Regions from separate parts of the Mus musculus genome. Here all the other regions are linked to region 4. The links are chromatin contacts, called in public Hi-C and HiChIP or PLAC-seq maps. All regions are on one chromosome and are shown on one strand. Each heading gives the region's core, a stretch centred on a gene start, on an enhancer-like site or on the middle of the called end of the contact. The rest is flanking DNA. Distances are from core to core; before and after follow the strand shown.

Region 1 (4,903 bases), core at 1,217-3,716, 230 kb before region 4:
TGGCTACCAGCTGAGCTGATAGAGAACCTGCTCTGGCTGGGGGATGAGAGCTGGTAAGTGTGCCACGTCTCCTGGAAGGCTGTAGGCTGTGCTGAGGAACCAGGCCGAACTTTGTCTGCAGCTTCATTCCTGTACATACCCTCAAATGGGACAAACTGTCAACACCACATGGATCCTGTTCCAAAGTGCCACAAAAATAAACACCAAAAGCAAGACAGTAGAGGTCAAGTTGGGGCTTTACACCCGCAGTGGCCTTGTGCAGCCGCCTGTGCAGAGACCTCCATGTGCTGCTACTCAGGGTGCCACACAGCCCCCAGTCCTGGTGGACCCAGGAGAGGGAAGAATGGTCAGTTGCCAATGGGTTGCAGACCAGTGGGTGGGGCACTCACAGGCATAAGGGTGGTACAGAGGGAGGGCCAGTGTGGACATAAAGACATAAATGGACAGAGCCCAGAGTGGCCAGAAGCAGCAGTGGTAGTGGCACAGATCTCCAGAGAACTTGGCACGTGGCCTGGGCTCACCGTCATGGAGGATTCTGTGGACCTCCTGTCCAATGACTTGGCTCTTCGGTGTGGAGACAGGGGACAAGCATCTGAGAGAGGAGCTGTGGGGGCTTCGCTGGCAAAGTCCTGTGGCAGAGAGCAGCCACCCATCAGTACAGCTCAAGGCAGCCTGGGCACGCATGGGGACAACAAGTTGGGTAGTTCATCCCTCCTTGAGTGGGGCAGTGCTGTCTAGGCCCCACAGCAGGTTCTGGGATGACCCATGTCCTGGCATGCTTTGGTCAGTAGAGCAGCCTTTTCTTTGGATGCCTGGTTATCACTGGTCCCACCCAATTTTGCAGCTTCTCAGGTTACAGAAGACAGACAGCAGGCACCTCGTGAGCAACAAAGAAACTGGAAAGAAGATCTTGGGTACAGCAGGCCACAGAAGAGGCAGGTGGGCAAAAGGCTGGAGGAATCTGGGAGGAGGAGGAGGAGGAGGACGGCTGAGGTCTGATGGACCTTGTAGGCTAAGCAGAGAAACGAGGGTACAGCTTGCCACTCCAAAAACAAAAGAAGGAAAAAGGTATCATATTCGGCTTTGTTCCTGGGTGGCCTCAGTGGGAAGAAATTGTGCTAGTTACAACTGGGATCTAAAACTCATTGAAGCACCTTGTGGCACAGAAGGCTAACGCTGTAGGAGGGAGATGTGGAAGACAGGCTGATGCTCAAGAGGCTAACTGGAAAGGAACAGAGTAGAGGCCCAGAAGAAACATGTCCCTGGTATGTATGGGACTCAGAACATGTACGGCACTGTGTTCCCCAGACCCAAGCCATGCTGCCAAAGGCCCCACTTGGCCCCACACTGGAGCTCACCCGCTTTCTAGGGATGGCCCGTCTCTCACTGCGGCCCTGACGAGTGTCACTTGATGGAGTGGTCAGAATCAGCATGTTGGTTTCCATGTGCTCTGCTTTTTCAATGTCCAAGGCCTCAAATTTCTCAATTACCTGGGACCTCCTACAAAAGAGGACATGAAGCTGCTGAACTCGAGTCTCCCCGTTCCCAAGGTGGACTTCGTCTCAAGTCCAGTAGGGGCTCCTGTAGTCAGCTTGCACACCTGGCCTACCTCACTGGGCTCCAGTGTTAGCCTTTCTGTTAAACAAGTGAGGCACTGCTTACACAGTACTGATAGGACTTAGGGCACAGATTCAGTCTACTTGAGCTCCACTTTCCCCCATTCACGCTGGGCTGGAACAGCCATAGAACCTTTCCACACTGGGCCTGCACTGGCCCTGCTCCAACATTGGACTCATACAGCTTGGTACACCTTGGTAACCTCCCTGAGTCAGATACAATGAAGGACAACCACCACCTCCGCAAACATTGCACCCTCTAGTTATAATGCACCCCACAGTAGGGTGTTCAAAATTTAGCAAGATAAAAGCCCATGAATTAACAGTTTCTGCTAACATTAAAAGGAATCAAAATCAAAATAAAACAAAGCAGTTGATTTCATGTGAAAGGCCAGCGGCCTTGTCAGGCGGTCTGTGGCTGGGACGACGGAGCTGAGATGGAAGCGAAGCAGGTGGAGGAGGCGCGAACACAGCAGAGGGTGGAGAGGGCAAGACCTGAAAGAAAATAAGGCTGGGAAATGAATGAACAGAAAAAGACTGCTTTTAAAATTCAAATCATGATAAATCAAAGTTATCTAAGATTTAAAGCAGCAAACCCCAAGGTAATGGCTGAAGAGAGGAAACCCATAATTACCACATAGCCTAAGGAGTCCCCTTGAGGGATTAGGCAGAAGACTTGGGCTGCCTACCTGGGCTCTGAGAGCTGATTTCAACCTGCTGGGAGGATGGTCTCTTCTCACCAAACCTAAGGCCTGCTCTCCTAGGGACAGCCTACTCCCTCACAATGAGCGTGGGCGTGGCATGCATTCTGAACCAGTGGTGTGGAGCTGAGAGGAAGTGATAAAGGTCCCTTTCAGAAAGTTAAAATCTCTAATAGGCAAGAGGAAGTCATGGCCTAGAACCCAGGAACCTCTCTTTTCAGAGGTCACTACAAATCTTCCTTAACAGTTCCTTTCCTCAAGGGAGGTAAGAGGGCAAAGGCAGCCAGGGCTCAGGAGGGCTTGTGTGTGTTCTGCCTCCATACTCGGGGTCGTTAGAAGACTGGTGCTGGGTTAGCTTGCTGTGCCTATAGAGGCTGAGGTGAGGAGACTGGCTGGGAAAGCAGTGAGCTAAGCAGCTGCTGGCTGCCAGGTAGAGGAAAATCTTTTAAGTGCAGCCAAGGTGTCCTGTATAGCTAGACTGCTGCAGAAGAGCTGGACACCACCATCCCAGGGCCGCTGTTTCTTCTCGGGCTGAGAGCACTGTATCTGGCTAGAGTACTTCAAGGCCCCAGGATAGTAGGAGGGCTGTGCCAGGCCAGACTGGCACCATGGAATATAGGTTTATAGGGTTCCAAGCAGAGTAGTTAGCATGAGAAACTACTTGCTTGGGGGGACTTGCTATAGCTGCTTGACAGAGATGCTGCCAAGACATGATGAGACCAGGAGCTTGGGCAACCTCTGCATATAGCTAGTTCTCTGTGGCTAAGTTGGTGTTTCTGAAACAATAGAGGTGACAGAGTAGCTTCACTCAAGCTACTCTGACAAGGTGGAGAGGTCAGAGTTCCATTAGCTTTCTGTTAGTCACTAAAAGTGTTATAAGGATCTCCACACTTAGCAGACACAGGTCTAAGAACCTCCTATAAGAACTCCTTCAAAGGCTCAGAAGTCTCAAGAGCAAATTCCAAGCTCAGGGCTGCTGGTACTCAGGTAGGGTTGCTTACTGGCTTACTGAAGTTTTCCAAAAGTAACCCTGAGGTTTTCAACTTCCTTACTGTGTGGCAGGTCTGTCTTGGCTACAGTAACTCAATGCAAAGTAACTGGCATCTTGTCACTCTAACTTATCAGAGACCAGGATCCAGTCCAGCACCAGGTGGACTACTTGGGCCTCAGATAGCAGTCCTCAAAGAGCAACACCAACCAGCAAGATCATTCAGGAAGGGATAGTTACAGGGTTAATGTGCAGAAGTAGTCCAGGCACCAACACCAGCTGAGAATCATCCCCATAGTGGTGAAGAACATGCAAGAACAAAGCCTAGAGACTGCATCTATCTCAGGCAGGTAGACAAGAATGCATTCAAAATTAACATCTCTGACAAGGAGCCTAGCCAAGCAGGTGGGCAAAATGTTAACTCTGGCCTGCCACTAAACGTAAAGCATAGTTGACCCCATTTTGGAACCATCAGAATTAGCCTGCTCAGCAGCCAGCGCAAACCTGCCCCTGCCCACCCTGAAGGCCTCCTTAATGGTTAACAAGACCTTTCATTTCTGCTACCCACATGCTTTAGAAGGACATCAGGAGCTCTGATGCTGGTTCCTATCATAGAATCAGAGACTTCCTGCTGAAGGCCCACCCACTAGCTGTTATTCACCATGAGGGATGGGGGTCACCCAAGTTTTCACATCCTTGAAGCAAGGGTAAGAGTAACAGGTGCTTTCCTGAGCCACTGTTGGACTGTGAAGATTGACGATTATATGGAATACCAGGGAGCACTTAGTGTCCACTGTCTTCCTGAGGGTCCATAGGCCATTTGAAACAAGCTGGGTTGGGTGTCAACTAACTGAGTTGAGAAAAGGGGACAAGAGAAAGTCCTCCCTAATCTCATCCTGCCCTCAACACCTGACTGAACTTCAGCCTGCACTCAGGGCAGGGAAGACACTGCAGATATTTCTGGAGTTGCCTTTCTGAATAGAGGACTTCTTTGTAAAGCTAATGAAAGCAGTGCTCCCACCCACAGCAAAGCACACAGATGTGCTTTTAAACTCTCCTGGGGGCAGCCATGGATCTTTAGAAACCTGTCTGGTGTTAAGCAAGAAACCTGGCCTGGACACAAAACACAGCTCAGAGATATGGTAGAGAATCAGAGGGGGACTCACGGGTAGAACATTCCCTAGTCCTCAAGCTTGGTACTTTGGGGCAAAAGAAAAGCAGGTAGGGCCTTATCTTTCCAGCAGTAAGTACTCTATCTCTGCCACTGGTGGGAAGCCTTTCAGCAAAACCCAGAGGTTTTATAAAAGTGGCAGCTGAGACACACAGCAGCTTTTCTGGCTGCCTCTTGCATCTTGGTGGGAAGGATCTATGCTGCCCCCTCACTTTCCTGTATCTTGGAATCTCTTCAGTGCCCTCTGACAACTGCAGAACTGTCAGCATGAGGAGGGCCTAGTCCCTATCTGCAGCTCTGAGTCTTCTCAGAGAATAGAAGTTCTCTCTAATAAGAGAGAAGGCCAAGAAGCCTAAGACTCAGCCACACTGGGCCTAATCTGGGAAGCACAACCTACATAAGCCAGCACTTAGTCCTGTATCTGGCT
Region 2 (4,895 bases), core at 405-2,904, 250 kb before region 4:
GTCTTTGACTGAGGCGTCTAGCTGGCTGAGAACCCGGCTACGCTCAGCCTGCAGGGTATTTTCAGTGTGGCTCAGCTGTTCCACCATGCACCTGATCTCCTCTTCATACCTGCCCTGTAGGGCAAACATGCTCTCACTGTGTTTGTTTTCTGCTTCTTGTAGACATCTCTGCTGATGGTCCATCTGGCTCACTTTGGCCTTGAGCTCAGTGTTTTCTTTTTCAATGAGGGTGATAACCTTCTGGTACTCACTCTTCTGCTTGTGGAGAAGTTCTTCATACTCTTCCTTCAGGGCCCCAACTGCTTGTGCACGTTTCTGGCCTGAAGCCCCCTTAGCCTCCTGACAGGCCTTCTTGTAAAATCTCAGCTCTTTTTCATACTCCAGCCGAATTCTGCATGCTGCATAGCACACTTGAGCTTGAATAATTGCATCTTGAACCAGTAATGAAGAATACTGACCAAGGCCCTCTAGACAAGATTCATATGAGAGATGCTGGGACATCCGCAGAAGCCTCTGGCAACCCCCAAGTGGCTCTGTAGGAGGCAGGACTGGCAAGGCAGCTGAAATCTCCTCAAGGATGCTAGCCTTTTCTCTCAGCTGCTGGGCCAGCTCATCCTGAATGGCAGCAAGGACTTCAGGGCTCTGATGCAAAGCCTGCAAAGGCTCTTGGGAGCCATCTGTGCCTGGCCTCAGTATCTCTCCTAATGGGTTCTGGTCCCAGGATGTCTGTACCTGGTCCTCCCTGCCAGTTGGATGCCTGAGGGTTTCTAAGATCTGCTGTATTACTCTTTCAAAGTCTGGGGTTTGGTAGGCTCCCAAGATTTCTCCCAGCATGCACTTGTGCTGCTGTAGGGCTGCCTGGGTCCCTTGTAGGGTCTCCTGTATGCTCTGCAGCCTATGGTGGAACAATTCTCTTACTGATTGTGTGGCATAGCTGAGCTCTGCACGAATCCATGTGGCATCAGCCAGACTTTGGGGAGTATGCTGCTGCCTGTCTCCTGATGTGCAGGCTGTTTCTTCTCCCAGTGTCCCTAGGTGTTTACTTAGTGACTCGACCTGGCTCCAGAACTCACCATTCACCAGTACCTTCTTGGCCCAGATCTCCACTGGAGCCCCAGCAGAGGGGGCAGCACTTTCTTCCTTCAGTGGCCACTCCCCTGACTGAGTAAGCTCACAGAGAACACCATAGACATCTGAAGTGGTATTTTTTAGAGAGTCAGCTATCTGGTTGATGAGTGAGGCCTCCAGGACTATCTGAGCAGAAAGCAGCTTCCTGTGTTCCTGCTCATTCAAGATGGGCTGACAGGGCTGCTGCACAGGGGCTGCCATACCACTTTCTATGGGGTGCTCCTTCTCTTGCTCAGCCTGCGTCCTGCTCTCTGCAGGGGAAGCCCATGGTTGAAGGGCCTTGATGGCACTCACAAGCATACTCTCTATGTTAGCCAGGGAGGCTGCACATGCATCCTGGCCCTCCTCCTGGTCAGCCCATGGCAAAGACCTTAGCTTTTTCCAGCAGTTTTCTAAGCATGTCAGGGCTTGGCTATTTTTGGCTTGGAAGTCTTCCAGCTCCCCAGGGTGGTGTTCAATGTTTGTGGCCTTCTGTTGTCTTTCCTGCTCTAGCTGAGAGGCCAGAGCGCTAGCCTGTAACAGGCTGGCACGGAGCTGCTCTCGCAACTGTGCCTCTGTGCCAGCCCACTGCTGGTGCAGTGCAAGCAATGCCTCCTGACTCTGCCCCTGCTGGCTTTCCAGCCTCACAGTTACGTCTTTGAGCTTTTCCTCTGTGACATAGAGCTTCGTCTCCAGAGAGTGGATTATAGAGATGTAGGTTTCAGCATCTGCAGCTGCTGGCAGTGTGTTCGGGGTAGCTTCTGAGGACACACTATCCTCTGAGGGTGACTGGTCCTGGCTGGTATCTGATGATGTGCTGCTAGTCCATGCCTTTGCACACCCCTCGGGGTGTATGTATCTTTGACACTGGATTGTGGAGAACCTGATTCTTGGCCTTTTTATAGGAGCTCCTGGATCAGACTTAGATGTGCTCTGCAGATGCCCCTCCCTCTCGGGCATATCAGCTGACTTTGGGAGTATGGTGTTTTCCTCTCTGCTGAGGCTACCACTGCTCCCTTCTTCCCCCAGGCCAGCACTTGGATCTTCATCCTCTGGCTGAGAGTGAGGAAAGCCAGGAAATACTCTGGTGACTGAGCCTAAGGGCAAAATGCCACTGCCCTCCTCTGTTGGCTCTGTGGTACTCAGAGGCTCCTTGGCATCCTTTGGAGAATCACTCACAAACCTCCTTAGACACTCTTCCTTTTCCTGCAGCTTAATTTCTGTTTCCTCTAAGCTGCTGCCCAAGGCAATCATTTTAACTAAAGCTTCATTGAGGTCTTGGTCTTTCTTTTCCAGAACTCTCTCATGTGTTTCCTTAATGTGCTTCAGCTCTTCTTCCTTTTCTCTCAGCAGAGTGCGCACGCTCTGTAGCTGGACAGAGACCCTGTGGTGTGAGTGCTCAAGGTTCTGATAGTCAACTTCCTTTCCCCTCAGCTTCTCTTGGAGCTCAGCCACATCCCCATCGGATGTGGCCACACGTTCCATGAGCTCTTGAAACTGATGCTTGATGAGATCCCGTTCATCATGGAGGCTCTGTACATGCTGGGCTAACTGGCGGATACTGGCCTCTCGGGCCTCCAGCTCTTCCTCTAGCTTATGTACCTGCTCACTGCCTTTGCACGTTTCACTCAGCTTCTCTTTCTGGAGGGCCTCCACCTGCTGCACATGGCCTTGTAGCTGATCCTCATAGGCACTGGCCTTGTCCTCTACTTCCTTCAGGTTCTGCAGCAGTGCCTGCTTTTCTTGCTCACAGCTCTCCAGCAACAATGTATAGTTCCTCTTTAACTTCTTCTCCATCAGACGCTGGGCTTGCTCACTGGTACCCAGCTGTTGGCTGAGCTCAGCAATGCATTCCTGCAGCCTCTGCACCTCCTTCTGTCGATCCCGTTGCAATGCCTGTTGTGTTTCCAGGTCTCTGAGTTCCTGTGTCTTCTCTAACAGCCGGGCTTCTGTACTTCTGAGTTTCTGCTCACTGGCCCTCAGCTGGCCACTCAGCATGGCCTTGCTGTGCTGCCATTCCTCCAGCTGCTCACGAACCTTGCCCTGCTCCATCTTCAGCTCACCCTTGAGCTTGGCTAGAGCCTGCTCCTTAATGGCCAGCTCTGCAGCGGCATTACCAAGTCTCGTCTGCAGGGTCTGAATCTCAGCCTCATGGTGGCGGATTGCATCCTTGGCCTCCCCATAGCTGTGTTTCAGGGTCTGAATCTGCTGTGTGATGAGCTCCTGCCGCCGGCACTGAGCTTCCAGCTCACTTTGCAGGTCTTGGTTGACTCTATGGAGCCTCTGCCAGGCACCCGATGGAGAGGTGGCCACTTCAGTCTTAAAAAAACCGATTAAATACTGGTTAGTAACACTCAGGCCACCCTGTTCTGAGTGTCACACCTCTGGCCAGGATCAATCATAGAAAAGCTCCTTTGTGGGTTTGCCTTTAATCCTTTGCACAACTTTTTTTCTTCATTTAAAGAAAAAAATTCAAATTAATGTGGGTTTTGTTTGTTTTGTTTTGGGTAAATATAGCTGCTTCCACATAAACAGAACACAGGACAAAAACACCAATAAAACAGCTCTAACTGAACAGTGTCTAGAAGAAATAAACCAAATAAAGCTGAATAATGGAACACACTGAGAAGTACAACAGAGGCTGAAGGACCAAATAATTGATTTTGCAAAACAAAGTATGCAGTTCTAGACCACATGTTTAAAGCAGCACAAGGCCTAAGGCACAAGAAAGTGACGTCACTTCCTTCTGTGACAGGAAGAGAAGGAAGGCAGGTAACTACTCGAGAGATGTCAGCAAAGTAACATTGGACATTTCCTTTAGAAAGCGTAGTCAGGCCTCCACCGTAAGGAGAAAACTAATCTCTACCTGCAAGAAGACAGAACAAGGGGAATGCAGATCATGAAGCAAAATGTAATAAAACAAACCCTCATAAAGCTCAAAATAAGAGTGAAACATGCAAAACCCAAAATAAAACACAAAACTCCCCATACTGAGAGACACACAAGAGACAGAACTAATGAGTATAAAGAGGAGACAATACAGCTAAGTCAGGCCAGCCTCACCTAGAATGTGGCCTGCCCAGGCTCCCTCAGTCTGCTGGTGGGGAAGCCACAGATGTGACACTCAGGTAGGTTCCAGTTCCACACCACATTCACCAAAGCATGCAGCCCTCCCAGCAGTTAGCACAGCACCCTACCCCGAGCTTGCATCACTGAACCCTCAAGCGCCCGCAAAGCCCCTTTCCCCCTTTCACTTTTGACTGTAAGCATTTTGAAGCTCATGGGTATTATTAGGCTCAGCAGGAAGCTGCCCCCATGCTGAGCAAGGCTATTGAGTGTAGATGCACACGAAGGTCCATGATAGATACACAAGTTAGCAATGTGCAAAGCTCCTTAGTGGTGTCTTTACCACCAAGTATGAAGTCAAGTCTTGTATGATGGAACCAAAACAGGCTTAAGAAAATGACCTTTAATTAGGCATGGTCTGAATACCCTAAAGGCTTTCTGAGTGGGCTGTGTAGAAGGGAGATGCCTGGCCATGGCCAATTCCAGGCAAGGTCTGAAGTAGGACAACAGTGAGTTGGCTGGAAGGGAAGATGGTACAATAATGTCAGATCAGGGACAAAGATAAGCCAGAACACAACAGCAGTGTGAGGGATAGCCATGAAGGTAAAGTAGGTCTTTGGTTGAGGGGAGTGAAGGACTCCAGGTCCACTAGCAACTTGATGACAAAGATTAAGGTTAGTATACAAAGGTGTGGGCATGTCAGCGAGCAACTTGGCAGAGAC
Region 3 (5,392 bases), core at 400-2,899, 130 kb after region 4:
TATGTCTGTGTATCATGTGTGTGCATGTCTGTGTATCATGTCTGTGTATCATGTGTGTGTATCATGTGTGTGTATCATGTCTGTGTATCATGTGTGTGTATCATGTGTGTGTATCATGTGTGTGCAGTGCTTGAGGAGAGGCCGGGAGAGGGTATTGGGTTGGGTCCCTTGGGACTGGTGTGGCAGATGGTTGTGAGCCACAACATGGGTGCTGGGAATTAAACCCAGGTCCCCTGGAAGAGCAGCATTAGCTCTTAATCACGAAACCATCTCTAGTCTTGGAGGGTTTTTTTGTTTTTTGTTTTTTGTTTTTGTTTTTTTGTTTTTTTGTTTTTTTTTTGAGACAGGGTTTCTCTGTATAGCCCTGGCTGTCCTGGAACTCACTTTGTAAACCAGGCTGGCCTCGAACTCAGAAATCCACCCGCTTCTGCCTCCCAAGTGCTGGGATTAAAGGCATGCACCACCACGCCTGGCTGAGTTTTGTTTTAACATCTGAATTGATGAAGACAATTCCATCGTGTCTCTCCCTGCCCCTGTTAGTTTTTGTTCTAGGCTGTACCTTACTGATAATCTTAATTGCTGAAGCCTTAGAATTCTTCTTGTTTGCCTTCTGTTCAGACTTGCTGTGAATCTAGTGTGATCAGAAACAGCTGTGTTTATGACATCAACCTTTATGCCCAGTATAAGTATACAGTATATTTATGACATCACACCCAAGTGCACAGGACAGCTCCATCCCTTTGACTTCGACAACTCTCGTAAAGTTTTGTAATTTTTCTCATCCTTTATTTCATAGTCTTATGGAATCTTCTCCTTAAAATAGCTTTTAAGGCTGGAGAGATGGCTCAGTGGTTAAGAGCACTGACTGCTCTTCCAGAGGTCCTGAGTTCAATTCCCAGCAACCACATGGTGGCTCCCAACCATCTGTTATGGGATCTGATACACTCTTTTGGTGTGTGTCAGAAGTAAGCTACAGTGTACTCGTATAACTAATAATAAATAAATAGTATTTTTAAAATAGCTTTTAAATTGTGTGTATCTATGTGGGTGAAGCTATGCATACATGAATGAACCTCTAAGGCCATAGGTGACCTGCCTTCCCAGTGATGGGATTAAAGGCATACACCACCATTATCTATCAGCTGGGATCCTCCCTTGAAAGTAAAAAAAAAGGGTTGTCAAAATTTACAAGAAGGGGTAGATTTTACTGTATATAAACAAAGGCTTAATTTTAAAAAAAGATTTCATAGTAGATGGTGCATGTGTAAATAGTAAAAATCTTACAGATCTGAGTCGGCCACTGAGAGATCTTAGAGCAATGGAATTTGAAACACAGAATCCTCAAAAAGAACTTGTATATCCAAGTCTGACCATGGTGTGTGTGTGTGTGTCGCAGGTAGTGTCTGTCGCCCGTACCTGAGGTGAGGTTAGGTCGTCTGGCATCCTGCCCTGTTGGCAGAGTGGTCCTGTTGGCAATCTGCAGTATCAGCCTCCACACAGTTCAGGTTCCTTCCATCCACATCCGCTAGTTCAAAGTCACCTGCTGGGGATGCCACCAACGCATCCAGGATCCAGGGGCCGTCACGTGTCCAGTTCACGTCCTCACCAGTGGAGGCGCTGTCACATTTCCTGGTCAGCTGCCCTCTCCTGCTGGGCTGCGACTCTGGCTTCATGGCCGCCCTCACTTCCGGCTTGGGCGTCCTGGGATACCTGCTGTTTCCGCTTCTACTGGCTTCCCCAACCTGGGTCACATCAGTTAGTCGCCGACACCCAAAAAGCCAGGCAAATTCACTGAGCGGTGACGTGGGTAGGCCCCTGTCCCAGGGTCTCGGTGGTGATCCTTTCTCCCTGGGTGGAACCTCGGCCCTAAGCCCTGGCCTGGCCCCTCCCCACTCAAATACACGATGTCCCTTCCTCCCTCCGTGGCCCGCCCCTCCTGTGGTGTGGCTTTGGGCCCACTCTGCATTTGTCCCCCTCCTCAGCCTGTGGCCAGCCAGTCCTGCAAGGCAAGCTCTTGGGTGGAGAGTTTGCTCGTGATCGGAAATGGCCGTGGCAGGTCAGCTTGCATTACTCTGGCTTTCACATCTGTGGTGGCTCCATCCTCAGTGCCTACTGGGTGCTGTCGGCAGCACACTGCTTTGACAGGTGAGAGGTTCAGGAGCTGTTAGGGGTGATGAGTGGAGCAGGGACACAGGAAAGGAGAGGACTCGACCATGTGCCCATGGCTTGGACTGCTGCAGTCATTGTTGAAGTCGTGCCCCCCCCCCCACACACACCCTCCTCCAACCCCCAACCTAAACACCATAGCTGATGCACTCATTCCCTTGATCTCAGACTTCAAGCTGCTCCCAGTGGACCAGCTTGGATTTATCAGCCCTAGCTGACTGGGCCAGTCAGTACTTAGGTGCATGGCCTGGCCTCTTGAGCACAGTCCTTTACAGACCAGGCTACATCCCCACTTGAGAAGTCTCCATTTACAGTGTGCCCCTGCCCCCAGCTTACCCTCCCTCCTCCAGCAAGGTCCTCCACACTAGAAACCGTGTTCCTCCACAGAACCTTCTTTGGTCAGATGGCCCTGTCTCCCAAGCCTCATCCAGTCAGGCCCACAGGGTTTAATCAGCTATTCAGGAGGAGGCCACAGAGGGGCCCATTGCATGACTATCTGGCTCTCAAAGCCCAGACACAGGCTCCTAAGACTTGATCCCCAAGTCTCCTTCAGTCTAAATCAGGACCTCTGAGGTCAGACTGTCAGATAGGCCTACACTGTGCTGCAAGCAGGCTCACGCTTTCCAACCCGGCAGACCCTGTCTGTGGGCTGGTGAGACAGGGGGCTGCAAGCAGTTGGCTTCTGTTCTGCTTGGCAGGGGGAAGAAACTCGAAACCTATGATATATATGTGGGCATCACCAACCTTGAGAAGGCCAACAGACATACTCAGTGGTTTGAGATTTACCAGGTGATCATTCACCCCACCTTCCAGATGTACCACCCTATTGGAGGGGACGTGGCGCTAGTGCAATTGAAGAGCGCCATCGTATTTTCTGACTTTGTGCTCCCAATTTGCTTGCCACCTTCCGACTTGTACCTCATCAATCTGTCTTGCTGGACTACCGGATGGGGAATGATCTCGCCACAAGGTATGAGCTAAGTAAGATCTCATGGGAGCAGAGCATAGAATGGCTCTCCCTGGCGTCTGGGAAGATGGTTAGGAGAACAGCTTAAGCCAAAAGATGCAGATTCTAAGGAAATAACCCATTGGAAATTTAAAACAAAAACAAAAACAAAAAACCAGCTCTCAGATATGAAAAATTCCTTTATGGGGTCTATGGTGGGCTTAGGGGGAATCAGTAGCCTTGGGGATAGATCAGTAGAAATTATCCACATTGAAACAGCAACAACAAAATATGTGTGAAAGGAGGACAGAATGATGTGTGTGAAAAACAAACTCCTCCTGATTGGACTGGGCTTCCCTGTGTGGGTGGGGCTTCCCTGTGTGGGTGGGGCTTCCCTGTGTGGGTGGGGCTTCCCTGTGTAGGACATGGCCTCCCTGTGTGTTGGTGACTCTTGCTTGTGGAGAGGGCTCTCTTTGAGTGGGTATTTCTTCTAGATTTCTCCTCCATTAACCAAGAACACAAGAATGTCTTTGCCTCCTTGCCTTCCAGGACTAAGAAAGACCTAGCTGAACTCAGATACACATCCTCACCTGGCAGTTCCTCTCCCGTCTCCCCTCACAGGCGAAACCGGGAACGAGCTATTGGAAGCCCAGTTGCCACTAATCCCTAGGTTCCAGTGTCAGCTGCTCTATGGATTAAGCTCCTACCTCCTGCCAGAAATGTTGTGTGCTGCAGACATCAAGACAATGAAGAATGTGTGTGAGGTATGTCCCATTTTTTTTTTTTTTTCAGATCAGAGCTGGCTCTGATGTAAGCAGGGGACTGTTGGTTGGGGGTGGCTGAACCCAGACAGACAGTGGATGATCAATATACGCTTGTATCAGACCTCAGTGCTGAGGCTCTGGGCTCTGTTGCAGCCAGAGAGGGGGCTACATGGAGGGGAGGGGATGGACGCTCATTCTGCACCTGAGGGGCATACCTGGTCTAGTAGATCACAGAAAGCCCCTCTTCCTTTTCAGGGTGACTCTGGCAGTCCACTGGTATGTAAGCAGAACCAGACCTGGTTGCAGATTGGAATAGTGAGCTGGGGGCGTGGTTGTGCCCAACCCCTGTACCCAGGAGTGTTTGCCAATGTCTCCTATTTTTTGAGTTGGATCCGTTATCACTTACAAATCATACCCAATCCTCCTCAGATACTCCCGTCCCTCTCTTCATCCCCGAAAAACACCTTAATCATTTTTGTGACCATAATGGGGCACCTGCTGGTTTTGTGAGGACGGAGACGCCCACCCACTTGAGCTGCCACATGCCCTGTTTCTATCCTCTCTAGCTCTCAAATCCTGCTTCCACGCATCTTGTTCCATGAAGTCAGGACACTTGTCCCAGACTCTAAGTCTGTAAGAGGCTGAGCATGAGATGTGGAGAGGGGCAGGACCAGGAGGGAGAGTTGGGGGAAAGCTAGGGTGAACCAAGAGCTTGGATTCTACTCATGTGACAGTCAAAAGTTATTAAAGATTTGTGAAACAAATGCCTCAGAGCTCCCATCCTCGCTTCATGCGTGCTCTGGTGTTATTACAGGCACCTTCCCTGTGCAGTAGGTAGAAATCCACACATAGAAAGTAGGTTATCCAGACACGGTCAGGCAAGTGCCCACCACGTGAAAAGGTAGGTACAGGAGGTTGGAAAGATGGCTCAGTGGGTAAGAGCACTGGCTTTATAGAGGACCCAGGTTCAATTCCCAGAACCAACCTGGTAGCTCACAACCATTTGTAACTCCAATTTTAGGGATCCAGTGCCTAACTCTGGCTTCCACAGGCACCAGACACCAAGGCACACATGAGGCACACAGACATACATGTGGGCAAAACACTCACATCCATATAATGAAGTTCTGGGGAGGGGGAAGAAATATAAAACAAACAGCTTTTCTAGACACTGACCTGGATAGATCTATGGGTACAGCCCAAATGAGGGGAGAGACCACAGTTTAAATGTTGTCAAAAAAGAGTTTTGAAATATGGAAGTATCCCAAGTGGGAAAGGAGAAAACAGGAGCTGAGAATAAGCAGGCACAGGGGAAGAAGCCAAAAGGGTACGTGTGGAAATGAGTGAGCAGAAACTCCCTAAGCACCAAGTCTGATGTCTGCAGGATCTGTGCCCCAGATTATGCCCGCCTCAAATAGAAAATGTTCCCCCAAATTTCATCTCTGCTGAACATGATCAGACTCCCCAAACAATGCAGTGTAACAGTGATTGGCATAGCAGACTTACTGTGTTAAGG
Region 4 (5,183 bases), core at 404-2,903:
AAATGCCTTTCTGTGGCTGCCCCAGGGCCCCATCACCTCAACTCCTTCATTTCAAAGACCACCTTTGCCAGGATGCCTGACACACCTGACTCCTCAATACAGCATGGTAACAACTCTCAGGCTCTGCTCAGAACTCAGTCCTGAGGTTGCTGTTCTGATTCAGTTTCCCCGTGGCTCCACTGACCAGAGCTCTGCTCACTATTCGCCCTTCCGATGGTCAGTGGGGTGCACAGATGCGCCCAGGATCTGGATGGGAGTGGCAAACTGCAGCTGTCTTGCAGACTCTCAGTACATATTCCCTGAATAGCCTCACAATGAAGCAGACAGCATCAGTCTCCTGTATGAGGGAGGTACCTGAAGCACAGAGAGGTCACGCAGGCCTTAGATCACCTGACTGCGCCTTGATGGGTGTGATTTAACACAGGTGCTCCGATTCCAGTCTATTAGTCCCTATTCCAGGTTCTATGCAGAAGAAACACAGAAAGAAGGCATATTAGGAGTCATTGGCGGCTTCTGAACAGCGAGAGGGGACCTAAATCCTGAGAGTTGTGAGCTCAGGGGGAGAAACTAAAGGGAAAGTGTTTGTGGGGGGAGAAAAATCCCATGTATCAGCCACCTCCTGGCGCTGCATTTTACCTGCGTGAGGGCTCCAATAAGTGCGCCTCTGAGGAATCCAAGTATTGAGCAGCCACCAGGCAGGAGCCTAAACAGCAGCCCTTCGGGATACACAACTGGACTAATCACTAGGCTTGACTCCCCAACGGGGTCTTTGGTCATTCCAGGCTGTGCTTCCTGGCTGGTGTTTTTGAAAAGGGATTGGCATGGATTTGTAAGTCTAGGTGGCTCCTATTGCTCTCTGTGAGCCTTAAGTCCCAGCCTTGGGTGACCCTTGCTTGCTCAGCGTTCTTCTGCACTTGGGGAACAATCATCCACTTGACTCACCTCCTAATGTCCCAAAACCTCGACCCTTAACTCCATACCTACTAGTCGGAAGAGATTGTCCCAGTCCCAATTATTAGAAGGAAACGGAAGCACGAAGTCTGCCGGTGGTGGGGTGTCTCTATCAAACCACCTTCTTTAAGGGTGACTTCCTACCATGTACCTTCGAAAGAGAACCAGAAAGGGGAAAAAAAATCAGCACAGTAGCTCACTTCTAGGCAGATTTTTCTTTGCTTCCTCCCTTTGACAGTCCGGCTCCATTGTCCAGCCCGAGGGAACTGAGGGAGGATTTGGACTCTACTCAACACAGGGTAGATGAGGCAGGAATAGGTTCCAATGCCCTAGTTCTTGGTCACCTCTCACTCTCCGTGACTTAAGTCACTCTGTCCTGTGTTTATGCATTAAGCCAGCGACAAGCTCCCCAACTCATACTCTCAGGATTGGCAACCTTCTCTCTCCGTACTCACCAGGACTATCCTGGTGCTCAGAGGGACCCAGAGTGCTACAGTCTTCCTTAAACAGAGAAATCGTAGATCATCTCCATGCCACGAAGCCGCGGGCCGCTGCTTCGGCGAGCACCGTGGATCGCTGGGTCTGCATTTCTCCAGTCCTACCGATTTGGGTGGCTCTGGCAGCGTTGGCTTTGAAATGGAATTGCGGCTGGAAGGGATTGGGGCACAACAGCACACACGGGATGCAAATGGTCACTGGGAGATCCCCTTACACCTCATCCCTCCTCCTCCCAATTCTGGCATTTCGCCAGCGCCGCCAGACCAGCCCTTCCCTGCGCCCACACAAGAGGAGCAGAGAAGAGCAAAGCCCCAAGCCGGCCTCCCTGGCTGGTGGCCGCGCGAACTGGCCCCCAGCGCCCGGGTCCCGCCGGGGCGCGCGCGCGCATCCCGAGCCCGCTAGGAAGGCCCACAAAGCTAAAGCCCGGGCCCCGGGCCCAGGCCGGGAGAGCACGGAGCGGGGCGGGGCGGGGCGGTCCAGGCGGGCCGGGGGTGTCGGATGTCACCCCCCCGCGTACACCTCGGCCAGGAGGCGGGGAAGCGAACCACTGAGATGAGGAGACCTCCTCGGTCCTAGAGCGGTGCAGGAAGTGTCCCAGGGGAGGGAGCCGGAGGGCTCCGGCCTTTCCTTTCCGCGGCGGCCCGGCCTACGCGGCCCGCCAACCGGGACGCTGCGCAGCGGTGAGTATACTGTGGCCCGGCTTCCCATGCCCCGCTGTCTGAACCCGGAACCCGCTCCCCACTTCCCGCGCTCTGATCCCCAGCCCGCGCCTGGGTCCTGCTCCCTGTTCTCCTCTTCCCGCGTCCGGGCCCAGATCCCTGCTCCCAGAGCCGCGTCCTCATAGGTGCCCTCGGGGATGAAGCAATACAATTCTCTTCCAGGCGTCTCCCTTCGCTCCCAAGCCCAGCTGATGCATTCTAGAGGATCCCGAGACAGGGTTGGCCTGGCCAGGGACCGAGTCTGGCCCATGCATTGGAGCCGCCTCTGCCAAAACACCAGAGAGACCGAGCTGGAAGGTGAGGATCTGCTCGCCTGCTGTCCCGGGCTTCGAAGGAAAGAGCCAGCAAATCTGAAAGAGTGGAAGCGACAGAAACCCCATAGTTCTCCTGGCCTAAAACACCCTCCTCTTCCTCCTCCTCCTGCTCTTCATTCCTTCCCTGGGATCCTGCGCCTTCAATAACTGCTTTGGGCAAGCCCCGCCCCTGCGGGAGCCCTCCCCTCCCTAACGGTAGTTCATTCATAAAGCTTCCGCTCCCGAGGCTCCTGCGCGCCAGGTGCCAGAGTGACAAAGAGGCACACGCTTGTCTGGCCTAGGGCTCTTTGAGAGCAGTCCCCCAGCAGAACCGGGTGCTGAGGGTGGGACCCTGGACACACTATCCTAAGTGTAGACCTGAGCCATTCAGGGCCCAGCAGGTGGGAGACAGTGGGCGGAGGAAGCAGGAGAGAGCGGGCGGGGCCCGGATTGGGTTCTTAATACGGGAGTAAGACGTGAGAGTAGTCGAGGTTCACAGCCTGTTGCTTTCAGAAGCTCGCGTCGGGTGTCTGCCTTTACTTCGGCAATCAGAGGAATACAGAAAAGTTGAGGTTCCAGGTTGTTATTCGGTTGCTTGGTGGCTTTCTGGTATCGCTTGTCTTCCAGCAAAGTGGTGCTGCCCCGCTGGGAGTCTCTTCCAGGTGAGGGTGTAAAGGGCCAGGCAGTGAGCGGCCCTGCCTGGGCTTTTCCGGAATCCCGAGAGCCCAACTCGGTGACTCCGTTTACCTTTTCTCCGAGTGTTCCAAAGTGTGGGTCAAGTGGAGAGACCGTGATATACTGTGCCCCTGGTGTGTTTGCTGGATTGTGTATGTGATAGTCGGGCTGAAAGCCTGGCGGTGACTGCCTCCTCTCTCATGACCAGGAAGGGCCACAATGTCACTATGTGTACCACTGCCTTAAGGAGAATCTGGAGAAAACAAGGGATAGGCTCAGACGGAACACTAGTAGCTTTTTTTTTTTTAGCCACATTTTTAGGTACTAAAATATAATTACATAACTACCCCCTTCCCTTCCCTCCAGCCCCTTTTACTCACACACACACACACACACACACTTATGCACGCACCTGCACACTTAACTATATAACAAGAACTTAAAAATTTTTTTTGAGATTTAAATTTTTAATAACATGTATACCTGTGTAGATATCTTTGTGTGAGTCTATGCCCTTGGGTGCGGTGCCCATGGAGGCTCGAAGAGGGTGTGGGAAACACTTACAGGACTTTGTGGACAGAGGGAAAAGTAGTGTGTACTCTCAACCAACCACTCAGCTGCTTCTGCAGCCCCTGTGTTGGACCAGGTGCGTGTAAGGCTTGTCATAAAGCACTGTATGGGGAAGAGGCACAGTCTTAGCTGCAACTCTGACACTGAGCTGTACCCCCAGGCCTAGCATTGGTGGTTTTAAATACAAGTCTTACTTTAACGCTCTGAGTTCCTTCTGTACCTGGGAGTTTTTGTCCTTGCCAGCACAGAGTGAAAGTTTCTGTCCCTGGCAGAGTGACATTGTTCCACGGTGGTCTTGCATAACTTCCCTTGCATATTTTTTTTTCCTCCAGTTCAATTTGTGAAGACCTCAAGAACAGAGACGGTGACTTCGACTCCAAAGCTTCAAGATTGTGGCCTGCTGGGGCTATTATCCTCCAGGAGGACCTGTCCATCAAAGGTATCACAAACCTTGGTTACACATAGATGCCTGTGGCCTCCTTGTTCTCCTGGGGTACTGGGAATGCCAGTGTCCTGTTGAATCGCCACCACTTTTCTCCCAAATGCCCTGCCTTCTTTACTGCCACATGTTAGGGGACTCCTCATGGAGTGATGGCTTGTGGGAAGGGTCATCTTTCTTTCGGTTCCCATGTGTAAGGACCAGCCACACCAACACTTCGTACATTTCCCAGGAATTCCTCAAAGGGCTGGTCTCCCATGGGCTCTGCCTAGCACCCCCTCAGAAGTGGCCACAGGAGACCAGAGCATTGAAGCCAGTGATTTCTGTTTGGAAATAGGGTCGTCTTCTGCCGCTGACCCCCATCAAATCCCATCATGCCCACAGCCCTGTGCCCACGAGTCTTGGCTCCAAAGGAAAGTGAGGAGCCCAGGAAAATGAGGAGTCCTCCTGGAGAGAACCCCAGCCCTCAGGGTGAGCCTCCCAGCCCAGAGTCCTCTCGACGCCTCTTCCGCCGCTTCCGCTACCAGGAGGCCGCAGGCCCTCGGGAGGCCCTGCAGCGCCTCTGGGAGCTGTGCCGGGGCTGGCTGAGGCTCGAAAGGCACACGAAGGAGCAGATCCTGGAGCTACTGGTGCTGGAGCAGTTCTTGGCTATCCTGCCGTGGGAGATCCAGAGCTGGGTGCGAGCCCAGGAGCCTGAGAGCGGAGAGCAGGCTGTGGCTGCAGTAGAGGCTCTGGAACGGGAGCCAGGGAGACCCTGGCAGTGGGTGAGCACCGGGCGTCTGGGAGAGGGGAGCCCTTGCTGACCCTGTGAGACTTCTGACCCCAGATGAGAAATTCTGTCCAGACCCAGTTTGCTTTCTTTCCTAAGAAAGCAAACATTACTCTCTATGAAGTCTAAGTTGAGATGATTGTTACCCATCAAGTCCATGGATGGCAAGACCAGAAAGGGAGAAGGCCTACACAGATCTGTGCAGAGCCTATGGGCCGGGCTTTATCATACTCCTCTCTCTCTACCTGGCCCTGATCTGCTGCTTTCTG

What was found. Hi-C and Micro-C count contacts between places; a contact is called where the count stands out from the background. HiChIP or PLAC-seq counts read pairs in DNA pulled down with a chosen protein or histone mark.
Region 1: an H3K4me3 HiChIP or PLAC-seq map of stem cell-derived neural progenitor cells shows a contact between it and region 4, with 2.6 times the contacts expected there. The contact joins the promoter of 1700007J10Rik here to the promoter of Zkscan17 in region 4. A contact is called at or near these places in 1 of 15 datasets of contacts at CTCF or cohesin (pro-B cells), 11 of 484 Hi-C or Micro-C datasets (the P5424 cell line, bone marrow-derived macrophages, cumulus cells and 8 more), 15 of 115 datasets of contacts at active chromatin or transcription factors (the 230-238 cell line, CD8 T cells, the NIH/3T3 cell line and 10 more) and 2 of 9 other capture datasets (adipose tissue and pancreatic islet).
Region 2: a contact with region 4 is called in a Hi-C map of cerebral cortex, with 2.2 times the contacts expected there. The contact joins the enhancer-like site here to the promoter of Zkscan17 in region 4. A contact is called at or near these places in 1 of 15 datasets of contacts at CTCF or cohesin (pro-B cells), 17 of 484 Hi-C or Micro-C datasets (the 3T3-L1 cell line, ECoMG-derived neutrophils, LSK cells and 12 more), 13 of 115 datasets of contacts at active chromatin or transcription factors (VIP interneurons, acute myeloid leukemia, bone marrow-derived dendritic cells and 8 more) and 2 of 9 other capture datasets (adipose tissue and pancreatic islet).
Region 3: a contact with region 4 is called in an H3K4me3 HiChIP or PLAC-seq map of embryonic stem cells, with 22 read pairs. The contact joins the promoter of Prss38 here to the promoter of Zkscan17 in region 4. A contact is called at or near these places in 3 of 39 promoter capture datasets (embryonic stem cells and liver), 1 of 484 Hi-C or Micro-C datasets (embryonic stem cells), 5 of 115 datasets of contacts at active chromatin or transcription factors (the SCID.adh cell line, embryonic stem cells and pancreatic cancer cells) and 3 of 9 other capture datasets (adipose tissue, liver and pancreatic islet).

What each region holds. Positions count from the first base shown.
Region 1 is chr11:59,737,717-59,742,619 of GRCm38.p6, reverse strand. 1700007J10Rik (RIKEN cDNA 1700007J10 gene) reads left to right here and starts at 2,466. Exons shown (of 6, transcript NR_045476.1): 1 at 2,466-2,582. It overlaps Mprip (myosin phosphatase Rho interacting protein), which reads right to left. Exons shown (of 24, transcript NM_001368931.1): 8 at 1,359-1,500; 9 at 522-629.
Region 2 is chr11:59,756,055-59,760,949 of GRCm38.p6, reverse strand. Mprip (myosin phosphatase Rho interacting protein) reads right to left here. Exons shown (of 24, transcript NM_001368931.1): 16 at 1-3,426. Among named protein-coding and RNA genes, the nearest start is that of Gm51899, 11 kb to the left of the region's middle. Within about 2 kb of position 1,654, at least 101 of the 459 cell types and tissues checked have an H3K27ac peak or open chromatin away from gene starts, as enhancers often do. A contact at or near this core is called in VIP interneurons, adipose tissue, cerebral cortex and 4 more, where this site is marked.
Region 3 is chr11:59,371,910-59,377,301 of GRCm38.p6, reverse strand. Prss38 (protease, serine 38) reads left to right here and starts at 1,649. Exons shown (of 5, transcript NM_001045521.1): 1 at 1,649-1,807; 2 at 1,983-2,145; 3 at 2,865-3,136; 4 at 3,734-3,876; 5 at 4,132-4,633. The coding sequence starts at 1,672. The coding sequence ends at 4,386. It overlaps Gm15755 (a long non-coding RNA gene), which reads right to left and starts at 1,888. Exons shown (of 3, transcript XR_388692.4): 1 at 1,417-1,888.
Region 4 is chr11:59,503,110-59,508,292 of GRCm38.p6, reverse strand. It overlaps Zkscan17 (zinc finger with KRAB and SCAN domains 17), which reads left to right and starts at 1,653. Exons shown (of 10, transcript NM_172941.4): 1 at 1,653-2,129; 2 at 2,331-2,465; 3 at 4,039-4,145; 4 at 4,483-4,909. The coding sequence starts at 4,520. 4933439C10Rik (RIKEN cDNA 4933439C10 gene) reads right to left here and starts at 2,640. Exons shown (of 5, transcript NR_015585.3): 1 at 1,407-2,640; 2 at 981-1,102; 3 at 355-462.